Regions from separate parts of the Capra hircus genome. Here region 1 is linked to region 2. The links are chromatin contacts, called in public Hi-C maps. All regions are on one chromosome and are shown on one strand. Each heading gives the region's core, a stretch centred on a gene start, on an enhancer-like site or on the middle of the called end of the contact. The rest is flanking DNA. Distances are from core to core; before and after follow the strand shown. Region 1 overlaps LOC102187582 (cytochrome P450 4F22). Region 2 overlaps NOTCH3 (neurogenic locus notch homolog protein 3).

Evidence for each region. A called contact is a pair of places that touch in the nucleus more often than the background predicts.
Region 1: a Hi-C map of blood shows a contact between it and region 2, with 2.4 times the contacts expected there. The contact joins two enhancer-like sites. A contact is called at or near these places in 2 of 5 Hi-C or Micro-C datasets (both in blood).

Annotation. Positions count from the first base shown.
Region 1 is chr7:101,095,156-101,099,891 of ARS1.2, reverse strand. It overlaps LOC102187582 (cytochrome P450 4F22), which reads right to left. Exons shown (of 13, transcript XM_018051317.1): 12 at 4,101-4,183; 13 at 2,434-3,523. The coding sequence ends at 3,346. Among named protein-coding and RNA genes, the nearest start is that of PGLYRP2, 73 kb to the right of the region's middle. Within about 2 kb of position 3,446, at least 1 of the 5 cell types and tissues checked has an H3K27ac peak or open chromatin away from gene starts, as enhancers often do.
Region 2 is chr7:100,764,824-100,769,112 of ARS1.2, reverse strand. It overlaps NOTCH3 (neurogenic locus notch homolog protein 3), which reads left to right. Exons shown (of 33, transcript XM_018051292.1): 30 at 1,782-2,086; 31 at 2,352-2,499. Among named protein-coding and RNA genes, the nearest start is that of NOTCH3, 31 kb to the left of the region's middle. Within about 2 kb of position 2,977, at least 2 of the 5 cell types and tissues checked have an H3K27ac peak or open chromatin away from gene starts, as enhancers often do.

The DNA.
Region 1 (4,736 bases), core at 2,197-4,696, 330 kb before region 2:
AGGGGAATCTTTCCGACCCAGGGATCCAACCCTTGCCTTCTACTTGGCAGGCAGATTCCTTACCCCTGAGCCACCTAGGAAGCCCAAAAAGAGATAATAACAGCACCCTTGAGAATTAAATGAAAATACCTGGGAAGGGCACACAAGAAGTATTCAATCGATTTATACCTCATTATTAATTTGGAGACACCAGGGCTTGGTCCTTGAGCCCCTCCTTCGTGTCCTCACAAGCTCGCCAGTGTGTAGAGGTGCAGACACAGGCACACACACACACCAAGGGATCCCTCCTGGCCCCGAGGCTTTCTAAACATCTAAACACTGAGCCTCCCCAGATGTACGTCACCAGCCCTGGACTCGTCCAAATTAAGAACCCATCTGCCCAACTGGCCAGGTTGACTTCTCCAACTACTCCAGCCCAAACAAACATGTTGATCTCAAACCACCTCCCACTTCCCCGCTCTCCCCACCCCCCCAGAAAAAAGCACGCCATTTGGGATTCTCTGTCTCAGTTGGTAGCATTTCCATCTTTCCAGGTGCTCAGACCCAAACCTGGTTTTCCCTTATAGCTCAGTTGGTAAAGAATCCACCTGCAATGCAGGAATACACCTTCAATGCAGGAGACCCGGGTTCGATTCCTGGGTCTGGAAGGTCCCCTGGAGAAGGAAATGGCAACCCACTCCAGTATTCTTGCCTGGAAAATTCCATGGACAGAGGAGCCTGGCGAGCTACAGTGCATGGGGTTGCAAACAGTCAGACACAACTTGGCAACTAAACCACCACAGACCCAAACCTGGTGTTGGCCCATTCTCCCAAACCTCACATGCCATTTATCTGCAGACCTGCCAGTATGACCATCATGAAACAGTCATTTCTCATCATAATCCAACCGCCGCTAGTCGCCTCTACAGCCCCCATCTTGGGCAGAGCCACCATCATCTCACCACCCCACCACCCCCCACAACCAATCTGATTTCCCTCATCCCATCCTCGCCACAGTCTCTATTCAACATAGTAACCCACGACTGTCAGATAACATTTTTTTAATATTTGTTTATTTATTTGGCTGTTCCGGGTCTTAGTTGCAGCACGTGGAATCTTCAGACTTCTGTTTTGTGCCATGCGGAATCGCTAGTTGCCACCTGTGAACTCTTAGTTGTGGTACGTGCTATCTAGTTCCCTGACCAGGGATCAAACCCATGTCCCTGCATTAGGAGCATGGAGTAGTCTTAGCCACTAGACCACCAGGGAAGTCCCTGTAAGACAAATCTTGTCCCTCTTTTGCTCAGAACCCTCCATGGCTCCCGATTTGTGTCACAGTGAAATTGATAATCCATCCAGTGACCTCCAAGGCCGTGTGAATTTACTTATTTATTTGCTTGTTTATCATCTGTCATCTGTTTCCCCCACTACCACCAGCACCAGAATGTCAGTGATGCAAGGACTCAAACACTCCCTGGCTCACAGCAGATGCTCAGAAAAATATGTGATGAATTAACGTGATCATTGCAGTCACTATCATCGTCCCATCTCTACAGGAGGCGGTGCAGTAGGAAAGAATCTGCCTGCCAGAGCAGGAGGCACAAGGCACTTGGGTTCAGTCCCTGGGTCTGGAAGCTCCCCTGGAGTAGGAAATGGCAACCTGCTCCAGTACTCTTGCCTGGAGAATTCCATGGACAGAGGAGTCTGGCAGGCTACAGTCCACGGGGTTCCAAAGAGTCAGACACAACTGAAGCGACTTAGAACACACACACACACACACACACACCCTCTGCATGAAACCTGTACTGTGACACAACCCACCCTTCCTCCATTCCAGCCCCACTCCCCAGATCCAGCCACCCTAGTCCCTTTGTGAATTCCATGAGCACACCACACTCTCTCACCCCAGGACATTTGCAGATGCTGTTCCTGCTTCCTGGAAAGCACTTCGCTCCCTCCTCAACACTCAACTTCTACTCCAGGTTCAGCATCAGAGTAGCTCTCCTTGAGCCACCCTCCATCCCCTGCTATGCTTGCCCAGAACCAAAGCCTCTCTTTTGCAGCACTTCTCACAGGTTGCAAATACATTTACCCATGGAATTATTTGTCCAACACATGTCCCCCATCCTCCTGAGGGCAGGAATTTGCCTGCTGTCGTGCTCCCAGCCCAGTGCCATTGGACACTTACTAAGCAATATGTTGAAATAAGGGGCTTCCCAGGTGGCACTAATGGTAAAGAACCCATCTGCCAATGCAGGGGACAAAAGGGATTTGACCCCTGGTTTGGGAAGATCCCCTTGGAGGAGGTCATGGCAATCCACTCATTATTCTTGTCCAGAGAATCCCATGGACAGAGGAGCCTGGCGGGCTACAGTCCATAGCGTCGCAAAGAGTCGGACACCACTGAAGAGACTTAGCACACACGCACATGTTGAAATAAACAAATGCACAAACTGTCCCAAAAAGCCCAAGTTTATGTCAGAGGACAAACGTCTTCCCAGCCTCCTAGCCCACAACTTCCCGGCTGTCCAGGACCCCTCATTTCCTTGCTGGAATCCAGGTGTGAGGATCTGATCTGGCTAGGGAGTGGGTGATGGGAGCTGTCTGCACCTTTGCTTATATTCTACAAAATTCAGGACACTCGCCTAAGGGGTTTTGAGCAAGGGAAGAAGGAAGAGGCTTGAGAGGGAGAGTCTGGGCATACAAGTCAACAACAAACATCCTGGGCTTGAGAGGGAGAGTCTGGGTTTACAGCAAACATCCTGGGCTTGAGAGGGAGAGTCTGGGCTTACAAGTCAACAACAAACATCCTGGGCCCTGGAATGCAGCCTCGGGAGTTCATCCATGTGAGCTGGGGGCCTCAAGAAAGTGATGGTCAGGGTTCTGATCTCAGGTTCCAGTTTCCACGTCTTCAATTTAAAAGCGGCCGAGATCTGAGGTAGACTGGGCTCGTAGCCTAGAGGCCTGAGGTATCTAACCTTGGTCCTCAGAAGGTTCAGTTGGTGGGGCCTGAACATCGGAATCCGAGAGATGCTGGGGCGGGGCCTGAGCCCGAGGGAACGTGGCCAATCCTGGTCCCTCAAACAAGAGGGCGGAAACTGGCACTCAGGGGGGGCGGGATCTCGACCTCGAGGGGCGGGATCAGACCCTCCAGAGGCGGAGCCTTGCCTTGAGTGGGTGTGACCTGCACCATCAGGCTGCTTAACGGTCCTCCAGGAGCAGAGCCTTCCGGGGGGCGTGGTCTATGCCCTCCTGCTCTTGGGGGCGGGGCCTGGGCCCTCGGGGGCGGGACCTAGGCCTCTCTGGGCGGGGCTTGGGCCCCCGGGATCCGCAGGGGCGCGCCGACCTTCAGGGGCGCGCCGACCTTCAGGCCCGCGGAGGCAGCGGCTCCACCTTGAGCCAGATGCCATTCTCCGTGCGCAGAATGAGCTCGGGCTTCCTCCGCACCTTGCGCGTTCGGTCCACGCTCAGGCGGAAGCGCAGTAGCGTCAGCGCCACAGCCACGCGCATCTCAGCCATGGCGAAGCTCTGTCCGATGCAGTTCCTGGTGGACGGAGGACAGGGGGCTCAGGCTCAGCCGCTGTGTGAGCGGGGTCCCTGGGATGGGGTGAAATGACCTCCCCCTTGGAGCCTCAGGGTTTCCTGGGTAGCTCAGACGGTAAAGAATCTGCCTGCAATGCGAGAGACCTGTGTTCGATCCCTGGGTTAGGAAGTTCCCGTGGAGGAGGGCATAGCAACCTACTCCAGTATTCTTGCCTGGAGAATCCCATGAACAGAGGAGCCTGGCGCGCTACAGTGCATGGGGTCGCAGAGAGTTGGACATGACTGAACGACTAACACACACTGGGAGCCTCAACTCCCGGACAAAGGCATCATAGAGCCATTAAGAGCTCATGAGCCCAGAACCCAGGGCTTGGCACAGAGTAGATATCTGATACCCTGGATGACATCGTAGGGTCTGATTTGGGGGCTTCCTGATGTATTGAGGGCACGAAAAGGGTACCAGGTTGGTGGACAGGACACCCCCAGTGGTTTCTGCTCCTAACAGGCACATCCCTGACCTTCCACGGGCCTTGATGTTCCTCCTACACTTCACTTGGATTGGGGGAAATAAAAGTTACCTTGGTCCTGCAGAAAAGGGCACGTAAGCCAATGGGGAGCGCTGCTGTGGGTTGTCTGGATCAAAGCGATAGGGGTTGTACACCTAGGCAGAAGTAGATTGGGGGTGAGTTCTGGCTGTCCCAGTGTGGTTCCCTCCCTCAGCCCCTGGGGGCCAGACCAGCTGGACTAAGAGGTCCAGCCACACCTGCCTCCTTTCCATTTCCACCACAGGACCTTTGCACTGGCAGCTTCCTCCACATGGGACACAGGTTTCCCTGCTCCTCACACTTTAAAGTGTGAACATTTTCAGTTTTAGCTCACCCATCTCTTCTTTAGTAAGGACTTTCCTCACTGTGTGAGCTAAACTGCTGTCCCCCAACACAGGTCAGTTTTTGTTTCCTTTGTGTATGTATCACAGTTCAAAATGATCTTATTTATTTGCTTATTTTCCTCCTCCTCACTTCACTGTCTGCTCTGTGAGAGCAAAGACAGAGTGCCCCAGAGGGCCCTCAGTGTCCCATACACAGTAGATGCTCAATAAAGATATGTTGGGGTTTCCCTGGTAGTCTTGGACTCCAAAATTACTGCAGATGGTGACTGCAGCCTTGAGGTTAAAAGGTGCTTGCTCCTTGGAAGAAAAGCTATGACCAACCTAG
Region 2 (4,289 bases), core at 1,728-4,227:
TATGTGATAATAGCCCAACTCAAGCTAACTTAAGTAAAACAAGGGATTTACTGGCTCTTGTAAACAGAAGCTTCAGGCACATTTGGATCCTGGACTTGTCAGCTTTTGGTTCCAGTTCAGGCAGTCTTTCTCCTGCAGGCATTACACAACCTTTTTCTCATTTGTAACAGCGAAAGTCCCAGGATGAGGGTTTTTTTTTTTTCATGTAGCTGTTATGTTTAAATTTAATGCACACATTCTTGTTGATGCTCAAACTATTGTATCTTTGGCCAATGAAAGCTATTTATTTATTAAAATTTTTTTTTTGGCTGCACTTGGTCTTTGTTGCAGTATGTGGGCTCTTTGTTGCTACTCACAGGTCTTCTCTAGTTGCGGTGCAGGGGCTTCTCGTTGCCGCAGCTTCTCCTGTTGCGGAGCACGCCTCTAGGGTACCCGGGCTCAGTAGTTGTGGCACACGGGCTTAGTTGCTCCGCAGCATGTGGGATCTTCCCAGATTAGGGATCCAACTCGGGTTCCCTGCATTGGTCTGCAGATTCTTAATAACTGGGCCATCAGGGAAGTCTTCCCAGAATGAGTTCTGGTTGGATGGTCTAAGGTCACGTGCCCTATGTGTGAGCCAATCCATGTGGCCTGCGGCCTGGAACATGCAGATTGACAGGCCTGGGCTATATGCCTGTCCCTGCAGCAGGGGTTTGGCTTTACCTAGGGCTTGAGAATGGAGAATGGGGTGCTAGTGGCTTCCTAAGGGAAATAAGAGCAAATGCTTTTGCAGAGTAGAGCAGACCATGGTGTCTGAATCCTCTGGGGTCTGCCACATTTTATAATATGCCTCCTGCAGCTCTGATTTGCTTTGGCTCCAAATGACTTGCACCTGTGGCTGTCTTTTGACTCCCTTTAGGCCCCCATGTACTTGGTATTTTATGTCCCTCGGTGCAGCTCCTAAGCAGTGGATGCAGGTACAACTCTGGGTACAATTAAGCTTTCAGAGTCCCGCTTTGGGATCAGGCTGAAATGCTGTTGTTGTTCAGACTCTAAGTCGTGTCTGACTCTTCCCGACCCCATGGACTGCAGCACAGCAGTCTTCCCTGTCCTTCACTGTCTCTCGCAGTTTGCTCAAACTCATGTGCATTGAGTCGGTGATGCCATCCAACCATCTCATTCTCTGTTGCCCCCTTCTCCTCCTGCCCTCAATCTTTCCCAACACGAAGGTCTTTTCCAGTGAATCAGCTCTTCGCATGAGGTGGCCAAAATATTGGAGCTTCAGCTTCAGCAACAGTCCTTCCACTGAATATTCAGGGTTGATTTCCTTTAGGATGGACTGGTTTGATCTCCTTGCTCCAGCACCATGATTCGAAAGCATCAATTATTGGGTGCTCAGCCTTCTTTATGGTCCAACTCTCCCATCTGTATGTGACTCCTGGAAAAACCATAGCTTTGACTAGATGGATTTTTGTTGACAAAGTGAAATAACTCAGGCTGAAGTAACTCTCCAGGAATGTGGTCATCATCCACTTGCTTGACTTCCTTCCTCCCTCGTTCTGTGTACCCTATTGCTTAGGAGGCCTGCTGCCACGAACCAAATGCCTGTGAAGCCTCATCCTGGGTTGGCTTCGGAGTACCTGACACAAGTGTGTGTGCGATGGGAGGATTGGCCCCTCGATCTTGTACTTCCACACATCCCACTTCCTCCTAATTCAGTGCACTTCCTCCTAATACAGTGTCGTATTCCCCGGGAAGGCCCTGTGTCTGCCTCCCTTCTGACACACTCCTGGTCCCTGCAGATGGCTTCACCCCTCTAATGCTGGCCTCCTTCTGCGGGGGAGCCCTGGAGCCAATCCCAACCGAAGAGGACGAGGCAGAAGACACATCAGCCAGCATCATCTCAGACCTGATCTGCCAGGGGGCACAGCTTGGGGCTCGGACTGACCGCACTGGTGAGACGGCCCTGCACCTGGCTGCCCGCTATGCCCGGGCTGACGCCGCCAAGCGGCTGCTGGATGCTGGGGCAGACACCAATGCCCAGGACCACTCTGGCCGCACCCCCCTGCACACGGCTGTCACTGCCGATGCCCAGGGCGTCTTCCAGGTGAGATCGGCTTGCTTCTTGGGACTTCAGAGCTGGGACACACATCAGACAGACTTGGATTTGAGCCCTGGTTCTGCCTGTCAGAGCTCATCTTTCTCATTTGTGAAATGGGGATATATGAGTGTAGAGTTACTGTCAAGTAGCTGCTCCCTGAACTCACTGGTTCCATGGGAGGCATTGGTTGGGGTCCTCAGAAGGCTTGGGGGTGCTTCTTGCTCCCTTGTTCTTGCCATGACTCCCCCGGCTGCATCCCCGTCTCCCCTAGATTCTTATCCGGAACCGCTCTACAGACCTGGATGCTCGCATGGCAGACGGCTCCACGGCACTGATCCTGGCAGCCCGCCTGGCGGTGGAGGGCATGGTGGAAGAGCTCATTGCCAGTCATGCTGATGTCAATGCTGTGGATGAGCTCGGTAGGCTTTGGGGGTAGTGGTGGGTGGGGGCTGAGACAGTGTCACCTGCACCCTGACTTGGTGTGAGCTCACACCCACACTGAGACCCAGTCAGTGAAACCCATGCACTCATAACAGGGGTTCAACATGGCCTTACACTCTCATACATTTATTATTATTTTTTTAATGGTGCCCATTAGCCTATATTGTGCTACAGTGATTTAGAAAAAGGTGCCTTTCCCCATGGGGGTTCCCAGGGGGCTCAGTGGCAAAGAATTTGCCTGACAATGCAGGAGACACAGGAGACATGCGTTCGATCCCAGGGTCAAGAAGATCCCCTGGAGTAGGAAATGGCAACCCACTACAGTATTCTTGCCTGGAAAATTCCATGGACAGAGGAGCTTTTGGGCTAGAGTCCGTGGTTTCACAGAGTCTGACACGACTAAAGGACTGAGCAGGCAAGCAAGCCATTCTCCAAGACACTTTGTTTCCATCTGCTTTGTTGGAAGAGCGTACACTGGTGCCACCTGCTGGACTACTGGTATAAAATTTGCAAATCAGCCGATCTGTAGGTGGGGATCACTTCTTGCTTGGAGGTGGCTTGCTTGCCCAACAGCAACCTACCTTGTGTCTAGAGAACCTCACATAGCCACAGATACACTCGGACTCTCAGAAACATCTTTGGAGGCAGATGTTCTCAATCTCAGCAGCCCTGACATTTGGGGGTTGGATCATCCTTTGCAGTGGGGGCCACCCTGTGCAGTGTAGCATTCTTGGTCTTGACCCACTAGATGCCAGTGGTACCCCACCTCCCAGATATGACAATCAAAAATATCTCCAGACATTGCCAAATGCCCCTTAGAGGAAAATCACCCCTGGTTGAGAAATATGGTTCTAGAAGGGTACTGGCCAATAGAACTGTCTGTGATGATGAAGTACTCTTGGTCTGTGCTGTCTAATATGGTAGCTACTGGCAACGCATGGTGATTACTGAGTGCTGAAATGTGGCTGGGGTGAACAAAGAACTGAGTCTTTTATTTCATTGAATATTTTAACCTTTGTTTTGCCTTTTTTTAAAAAAAATAGCTGAATTGACATATAATTCACATACCATGCAATTCATTCAAGGGTAAAATCCAGTGATTTTTTTTTGTATAACCACCTGTGTGTGTGCTAGGTTGGTCTCCGTCATGTCCAACCCTTTGTGACTGCATGCGCTGTAGCCTGCCAGGCTCCTCTGTCCTTGGAATTCTCCAGGCAAGAATACTGAAGTGGGTTACCATGCTCTCCTCCAGGGGACCTTCCCAACCCGGGGACTGAACCCACATCCCTTATGTCTCCTGCACTGGCAGCTGGGTTCTTTACCACTAGCGCTGTCTGCGAAGCCCCCTAATATAACCAAAGGGTTGTGCAAATATCATCACAATAAATTTTATTTTGTTTTTTTGTTACAATAAATTTTAGAATGTGTTCATCACCTGAAAAAGAAGCCTTTGCCTCTTAGCCATTCACCCCTCCACACCCCCCATTTTCCGTGGCCCTTAGACAATTGCTAATGCACTTTCTCTCTGTAAGGATTTGTGTATTCTACTTTATATAAATGGAACCACACAATATGCGGTCTTTCTTGGTTGGCTCCTTTCACTTAGCCTGATGTTTTCTAGGTTCATGAGCCTGCAAGTGGCAGGTATATACATGGTAGCATGTACCAGTATTACTTTTTGTTTGTTTTGTGGCCTTACTGTGAGGTTTGCGGGGTCCCAATTCTCTGACAGGGATTGATCCCAGCCATAGCAGTGAAAGCCCGGAAT